3 separate regions of the Sus scrofa genome follow, and regions 1 and 2 are each linked to region 3. Evidence: chromatin contacts called from public HiChIP or PLAC-seq data. All regions are on one chromosome and are shown on one strand. Each heading gives the region's core, a stretch centred on a gene start, on an enhancer-like site or on the middle of the called end of the contact. The rest is flanking DNA. Distances are from core to core; before and after follow the strand shown. Region 1 overlaps GLIS3 (zinc finger protein GLIS3). Region 2 overlaps GLIS3 (zinc finger protein GLIS3). Region 3 overlaps GLIS3 (zinc finger protein GLIS3).

Region 1 (2,700 bases), core at 42-2,541, 360 kb after region 3:
GGCTAGAAGAACCATGTGTCTCATGTCTCAAAATCTCAAGTCAAATGAGTTTGAACCGTCTACAAATGAAATATCTATGAAAAATGCAGAATTGCATTAATGCCTGAATGAAGATTTCTGATAGATATGAACTCTGGGTCAATTTACTTCAAAGCTGAACTGTTTAACAGTCTATTGAAATGTGACCTGTCAAATCTGGGTACAATTGAGAGATTAACATAGTTTCACATTTTAAGGTAGAGACTTGGCATATTGCACTGAGAGAAAGCCAGGAGAGACCAAATCCTTGATACTGACAAACAACTTTAGCATTCTTGTTTGGACATTCAGGTCCACAGAAACCAAATACAAATTTTTTTGTGGAAACAGAGGTGCCAGGAACCTATGAAAACAATTTGCCCTTTGAAAATAATTACAGAATCTAAGACCAGAGAGCACTTAGAAAGTCACTGCATTCATTCTCTACCTCCAGGTCACACTTCCAATTCCTAATGATTTGTGAAGAAAAATCAAAAATGTCTTTCTATAACCCAATTCAATTTTATGATCTAACACTAAATCCATAGTTGCCCCCAAGTTCCTCTACTATAGGGAGGGGAAGTTGCCACTGCCAGACCTACGTAAACTCAAAGAAACATTTGTAGAATTAATATGTGTGTTTTTTTCCATTATGCCTTTATCTCAAAATGATGCTTACAGATTAATTTAGAGATAAGTTACAAATCTGTGATTAGTGATTATTCCTATTCAAAGTTAATAATAGTTAATAATAATAGTTAACATATTACTATGTGAATTACACATAGTAAGACCTTCATGGATATTATTTCATTTTCACAGCAGTGATGTGACATAAGCATTATTTTTCACACTGTGCTGCATTGCAGATGATGAAACAGCAGCATGAAGTGCATAAACAGGTTGCTCAAGGCCAAATACATAATGAGTAAAAGAAGAAGCATTCAGAGACAGCAGCCTGCCATACACATAATTACCAAAAGAGGAAGTATTCAGAGACAGAAGCCTAACCCAGAGTCTATACCCATAACCACTGTACTTCACTGCCTCTGAGCAAAGCATGAGACAGGAAAGCAAATGGAATGATTTGTTAAGATTGCTTTTAGGTCAGTGATTTTACAATTCTAATTTTGCTTTATCTGGCTAAAGTAAAGTACTTCCAACCTTAACAGTCACAGAAATACTATATGTCCCTTGAGCAAAGCTGGGGGCAATGACAGGGTGCTTAAAACAGCACAGTTAGTGTGGGTGACTCAATAACCATTCTGTTCACCAATAGCAAAGTTACTTCTATTCTATTAACGTCACATTAACCTTCTTTCCTGCCAAGTGCAAGCCTAAGCATGCCTGCAGTTCTCTTTTTAGTTCACTCCCTGGGGATAAAAGCTTTTATTTGTCAAAGCAGATTCCTGCCACACATAAGTAATCTAAGAAACTAGCTGATTTCTAAAATATGGCTTCTTTATATGACTACCAAGTACACATTCCCCCTATTAAATGACAAAAGGAGAACTGATAATTAACATGATTTGGAATGAAGGATGGAAAAGATTTCTATTTTAGATCTTGGGAGTGCAACAGCCATGGACAACTTCTGGTCTCCCTGCAGTTCAGCCTGACGTCAATGGAAAGGGGACTGAGTAAGAACCATGGCTCTGAGCAGCTTCCAAAGAGTGGTCTTAAGAATATAAAGTCTACTAAGTTGCTCAACGTGGTGTAGCATGAGTGTTTGAAAACAAGTATGCCATTCTGCTCCAGCGGAACTCGGCAGGATAGGAAGAGGCCATTTCTACTCAGGGCCCTTTTGTAAGTGGTGATTATGCAATTTAACCATGTCCCCATACTCTTTGTAAAGTGTGAATCAAATTTTCTGTTGGGGAAGAGTATTTTCCACACTTGAGTAAAGGCTTATTTGAAAAACCCCAGTGGCTTTCCAGTTTTTACAAATTCTGGCTCTATGTGACGAGGAAATACATAGGTTTTTTGCCCAAAGCACTATGGCAATCTTCGCATGCCGGGAGATGAAGCTCTGTGGGGGGCTTCTGCTTGGTAACACTGATGTTCATCACCTTGTATGCCCTTCAGCAGAGGTGAATCCATAGCTAGAAAGTCTCCAACTCTTGTGACATTCCTTCTCCAAACTTAGGCTGCCAGAACAGTAATAGGATCCCCAACTTCTCTGATGGTGCACCCCTTCAGTAGAACACCACTGAGCAAGCCAATCATTAATGTACATTCTTTTTTTATAAAAATTATGTACCCATGCTGTCAATGTGAGGTACATTATAAAACATACACAAAAGTGTCATTTTAAAAGAAAATGAAAAACAGATTAAAGTATGTATTTTCTTCCTGCACTAAAACGGATGCATGTCCTCTACTTTGGAGTCACCTGATCTAATCCTCTCCCCTCATTTTATAAGATGAAGATGTTCAGCTCAAAGAGATAATATTGCTTCTACTGAGAGTCACCTAGTTCACCTAGAATCCACACATTTACCCTACATCAGTGCTCCGTCCTAAAGGTTCTCAGCATTGGTCTGTGATACCTTCCCTTGGGACATATGGAAGAACATGAGGTCTCAGAGATTGTCATAATGCCTGGGTATGGTACTGGCACTCATAAATGTGGGTCAGGGATGCAAACATCATGTAATCCAGAGAACAGACCTCCATGCAAAG
Region 2 (2,700 bases), core at 111-2,610, 450 kb after region 3:
ACGGCAATGCCGGATCCTTTAACCCACTGAGCAAGGGCAGGGACTGAACCCGCAACCTCATGGTTCCTAGTCGGATTCGTTAACCACTGCGCCACGACAGGAACTCCGCAAAAACATTTTTTAATGAATTATAACCAAGTGAAATAAAACAGAAGGAAGCTATCAATGTGCATCAAATACATTAATGGTTAAGAACTGTTCTATTTCAGTGATTTATTGGTATACATGTCTACATAGCTATATGCATATAGTGTGTTCTGAGTAAGATAAAAATGTATTTTCTGGTGGATTACAGTAAAAAACATACAAGAACTATAGCTATAAAAGCATTTGAACTATCTGCCTATCCAGGTACCTACCAAGAACAGCTATAGATACAAAGAGAATTGAACAGCTAAAGTAAAATAAATTACAAAATATAGCTGTAATGAAAGGAAGATCTAAATGTATGACATTTTTAGCTTTATGAAAAATAAGGATTAAATAACACAAAGCTACACTCTTATCACTGTTATCTTTCACTTTGTCTTTTATTTAGTATCGATTAATCAGTTGTGCTGTGTAGATATTAACCAACTAACTAATAAAATCAAGATCAAAATGACTGACCATTTTAGATCTTCCTTGTTGCAGAGGGTAGATGATCCTCCTTGGAATAAAACTTCATTCATAAAATGCTAAAGGAGGGAAAATTTAAATTAACACATAATTGCCTTTGAGAACTGAGTTTTTTAAAATATGTTCATAATGTGAGTTAACCATCAGATCCTATGAAGAGGAATTTGAAATGGAAAAATGAACGCATTCACTATGATGTCACCACTGAATTAATTACCTGAACTGTGAAGAGTGAATACCACATGGCCATGATTTGAGACACAAAGGCTTCTTCAGAGTATAAAAGTAACTGGCTGGAGATATTTTTCTTAAAAAAAAAAATCTCACACAAGGAGATACATATGCTATAAAATACAGCAAATGAAAGTCCATTCTCTGTTATCTAGTGTGTATAAATAACTTCTCAGTCCATGTGCACAGCTATTTGTAAAGCTAAAAATCATAATCCTTTTAAAGAGTAATAAACACCTACCTATGGAAGATTCTAGAAATAAACTTAATTTAGTACTCATTAAACCAAATATTCAAGTACATTAAATTGTCCCTATCACATGTGTAACTGATTTCTTTCCTTCTGTATAGTCAGTTATTGCTTAAAAGTGACCAATGTAACTATTTTTAGCTGCTGGTAGACAGAAGTTTTATACAAGTTAATTTATATTCACTGACATCACTGCAGAAGTATGAACGTCCACAACAATGACTAGGCCCTTAACCAACATGACAACATATTTATTTAAAAAAAAAAAACCTACATGAATGACTCAGTCAAGTTACAGACAGAAGTGGAATCTATTGGTCATGCTGCAAAGGTTGGGAAAACATTAATCCACTTCTTCACACACAGGAATAACAAGAATTCATACATTGCTCTGGGATCTGGTTAGTTTTCTGTGTACAGTATTTAGCAGGTCTAGAAATGAAACTTCATAGATATGGCTCAGAACTCCAGAAATAACTGACAGTGAGAAAATCTGATCTCTTATCAAGAAGCCTGGAACAGGTTCTGATCTTGCACTGCAGTCTGTCTTCCCATCTGCAGTTCATCAAGGCTTGCTGCACCAGAAGGAATGTGCAGTTGTTCCCATTTTTGGTCTTGAAGAGTTCATGTCAGACAAGAATGGCCTTACCAGTTTTCATTACTTAAACACTGCTGGCAAATACTTAGAGCTTTCATGATTCAATTTCTACAGACAAATCTCCTAATTTTGTTCCCAAAGTAGAACATGATTGGATCTTCCTTTCTGTTCATCCTAGATACTCCCTTAGAGTCAAATTAAGTGGTCTTTCCACACCTCCCTCCTTTTGCCTTCTTTTTCACCAAATCCAGATCCTATTCATCCTCCAGGTCCAGCCCACCTTAGGCCTTCCCTGATCCTCTCTTAATCTGTTTCTGATCTGTAAAATGATGAGAATTACACAATTATACCTATTTCATAACATTACAGAATATTAAATGACATAATGCATGTTACTAGTTTAGCACAGTGCCTGATACATAGAAGGATGTACACTCCTTACTTTCTACATTGCCTTACTGTTATCTGCCTGTTTCACTTTCTATCTAAATTTTAATTTCATTAAATTTGGGAATATGTCTAATTTATCTTTGAACTCTCCCCAGCCCTTGTAGATACACAGAATATTTTATATTACACCTGTACTTTTAGATTTTTCACACTGTATGTGTCTTACATATTGATTTTTCATATACATACATATATATTTATTATATTTATACTTATCAAACTGCACTGCTCATTTACACTTAGAAATATAGTATAAATGAAATATATAATTATATATTTATATATCATATCCTATGTTTGTCATTTATTGCTGAATAAATATAGACTAAGAAAGGTGTGATCATAAAGTCATGAACCCTAAGCTTTGTGTCTTGTGGAACCAGTTTAATTACAGTTGTGTGCTTCCTGGTCTTTTCCTCCTAATCTACTCCTTTATTAGAACATAGAGAACATAAAGTAGCATAAAAACTCTATTCCACTCTTCTGAGCAGGCATATTATTCTTGCCTTTATCTTGCCATATTCATGAACAATAACAAATCCTACCTAAAAGC
Region 3 (2,700 bases), core at 123-2,622:
TTCTAGGAGCAGTTAGTTGTAGTTTGTTGTAAGAGCCTCATTTTGGGGGGTACTGAATTTCCCAACAGCCTGAGCTGAAAATAGGATGTTCAAACTGGAGGGCAATGGAGTACCACCTTACCTAGATGACAAAAGGCAAGCCAAGTTCGCACAGCTAGTTTTCCATTTACCACTTTATCCCAATAAGGTAAGATGCTCTCTAGTGGAGATGCAAAGCAAGGTAGAGGAGTCGGATGGGGGAGGATGGAAGAGGACCTGAGGACCTGTGGGCACCTGAGGTTTTAATACTCATCACCAGCTGACTGAGATAGGGTAACAGCAACCTACTGCTTTCAGAAAATACGACAATGTGAGTGTTTCCCAGTTTGCTTTGGTGGACGTGCTCACTTCACACTGGGAATCTTTGTGCCCACATCAGGCTTATACCTTTAGTTTTTCCAACTGGACAACTCCTTTAAGGTGTACTCTTTCCCTTGTCTATAAATACAAAGTATTTATTTATTGTGTTGCAATCCAAGCCCATGTCATAAATCTGTCTCATTTTTCATCATTTATACTGCATATGCAAGGAAGACTAGCAAGCTATGTGGGACTGTGTTTAAGCACTGCTTTGGGGGATTAACACTTGGAAAAGAGGTGTCTACATGATCAACTAGATTAAATGTTGGTTGATATGTGCTTTGAATAGTTCTTCCCCTTTCTTTCTTCCATAGGAGTTTACAGACCTCTTAGAGAAGGAAGAATGCAGCAGAACAGCTTGTTTCATTGTTTTTATATGAAAAATATTATTGATTTACTGCCAGAGGGTAGAAATAATGAATAGAAACTTGTCTATGGTAGACTTGGGAAGGTATTCTTTATTCCCCCAAAGAATTGTGGGGTATCATCTATAGTGGGTTTTAAAATCCATCTGTGAAAACTAATCAATGAAAAATGGCTTTAGCAGTTGGCTGACTGCAGAGGGGAAAAAAAGGAATCCTTTTCAAAAACCTAAGAAGAAAAGCACAGTTTTAAGGATTTCACATCTGATTTAACATCTAAAAAACCCCCCCAATGATAATACCCCACTTTGTATAGCCAGACAGCGCTCCATTTTAGTAGACTTTAGTGGTCTTTATAACGATTTATGAATCACTTCATGAATTCCTGGCTGACTCATCTGGGTGACTATAGTATCTACTTATACTTCCCTTCTGTCTCACAAAAGAGACACTTGGACTCAGTTCAATCCAGATTTGTCCCCGAATGAATCACAGCACGTTACTGGGGGAACTGCAAACTGAATTCTGCTTCTGAGACAATCAAGACCAGCTTTCAGTAATGAAGAAATGGCCTTGGGGAAGTGTGGGTAATTGCAACACTGTCCATCTGGGCAGGACCAAAGCAGGCCAAGAGCTGAATGTCCATGTGAGGACTCTGTTCCAAACTAGTCAAAGAGCTGAATCCATCCCCTGCAAGTGCTGAGTATTTCCTTCTCCTTACAAGAGTCTGGGTCAATATTAACTGCAAATAATTCATCATGCTGGGCAAGACTACGACTCAGAAGTGATTGCCCAAGCCTTTGCAGAGCATGACAAAATGAGGGCTGTGAAGCTGGCCATAGGCAAAATGATCACAGGCTTTTAAAGAAGGCATGTATCTATTATAATGAGTGAGCGTGGGAAATATAAAGGATAAAGGTTCTGAAGGAACATTTCTCCGCTTGGGTTTAGGGAGTAAGTTATAAGTTACGAAAGCAAAGTAATCGATGCCCAAGGCAAAAAAGTGTACTTTTTTCTAGTATAAACTGAAACAGGGCCCAGGACATCACACTATTTCTCCCCTGTGTAAATACAAAAGGAAGAGGATGTTACAGAAATGAATTATGCAGGACACATTTAACCAAGAGCTGGGTTTTTTGGAATATCTTGACTGCAGAATTGGCCGTGACTCAGTTGTTTGTCTATTTCAGAATCTGACGTGATGAGGAGAGAGGAAAGAAAAAACTGATTATGCCAAGTCCTCTTTACAAAAAAGCGCCAACCAGAAGAAAATTTATCCAGAGCGGTCTTAGACATCTGAGGTCAAAAATTCTGCTGTGAAAAAAAAAAAAAAACTGTAATGATATCATCCCTTGGGCAGCTCTGAGTAGGTCAAAGCAAAGGGATTAACTCATGGTCCTGCGGCAAAGGGAAGACTTTCTCTCATTCAGCATGGTGTTGGGCATAGAGTTGAGTCTGCTTTCCAACAGAATGCATTAGATGAAAGAAAAACATTCAGAAGAGAGTGTAATGAGAACACCAGATGAGAAGTAAGGGAAAAAAGTGTTATTTTTGTCTAAACATGAGAAATAGATGTATAGGTAGATTAAAAAAAACAGCTCCTTCCATGCTTTTCTCATGGGCTCAAACTACAAACCCGAGTCTCTTGACAACATCAGAGGAACTTTTAGAACTAACTTTAAATGTAGTACTCCTGCCAAGTATGGCCAGGTAGCTTTGAGAGCCACTGCCAAATGAGGCCTCAGAAGTCAATATAGTCCATAAATTTGAAAAGAAACTAGCTGGGTAGTGGTCTGGTCAGTAATAACATGTGCTGTTTATATGCGCTTTTTTTTATCTTCATCTTCAGGATGTCATGTTATTAATGTAGTAACCACAAAGGAATTTTCTGTATCTTCTCTTGAAGATGAGACTCAACAACTGGCTACAGAAATGAATG

Evidence for each region. HiChIP or PLAC-seq counts read pairs in DNA pulled down with a chosen protein or histone mark.
Region 1: an H3K27ac HiChIP or PLAC-seq map of alveolar macrophages shows a contact between it and region 3. The contact joins two enhancer-like sites. A contact is called at or near these places in 1 of 47 Hi-C or Micro-C datasets (embryonic fibroblasts) and 1 of 2 datasets of contacts at active chromatin or transcription factors (alveolar macrophages).
Region 2: an H3K27ac HiChIP or PLAC-seq map of alveolar macrophages shows a contact between it and region 3. The contact joins two enhancer-like sites. A contact is called at or near these places in 2 of 47 Hi-C or Micro-C datasets (embryonic fibroblasts and mesenchymal stem cells) and 1 of 2 datasets of contacts at active chromatin or transcription factors (alveolar macrophages).

What each region holds. Positions count from the first base shown.
Region 1 is chr1:217,717,727-217,720,426 of Sscrofa11.1, reverse strand. All of the region lies in intron 2 of GLIS3 (zinc finger protein GLIS3), which reads right to left. Among named protein-coding and RNA genes, the nearest start is that of GLIS3, 150 kb to the right of the region's middle. Within about 2 kb of position 1,291, at least 17 of the 83 cell types and tissues checked have an H3K27ac peak or open chromatin away from gene starts, as enhancers often do. A contact at or near this core is called in alveolar macrophages, where this site is marked.
Region 2 is chr1:217,634,206-217,636,905 of Sscrofa11.1, reverse strand. The region is part of intron 1 of GLIS3 (zinc finger protein GLIS3); the gene reads right to left. Among named protein-coding and RNA genes, the nearest start is that of GLIS3, 63 kb to the right of the region's middle. Within about 2 kb of position 1,360, at least 7 of the 83 cell types and tissues checked have an H3K27ac peak or open chromatin away from gene starts, as enhancers often do. A contact at or near this core is called in alveolar macrophages, where this site is marked.
Region 3 is chr1:218,080,748-218,083,447 of Sscrofa11.1, reverse strand. All of the region lies in intron 8 of GLIS3 (zinc finger protein GLIS3), which reads right to left. Among named protein-coding and RNA genes, the nearest start is that of RFX3, 260 kb to the left of the region's middle. Within about 2 kb of position 1,372, at least 14 of the 83 cell types and tissues checked have an H3K27ac peak or open chromatin away from gene starts, as enhancers often do. A contact at or near this core is called in alveolar macrophages, where this site is marked.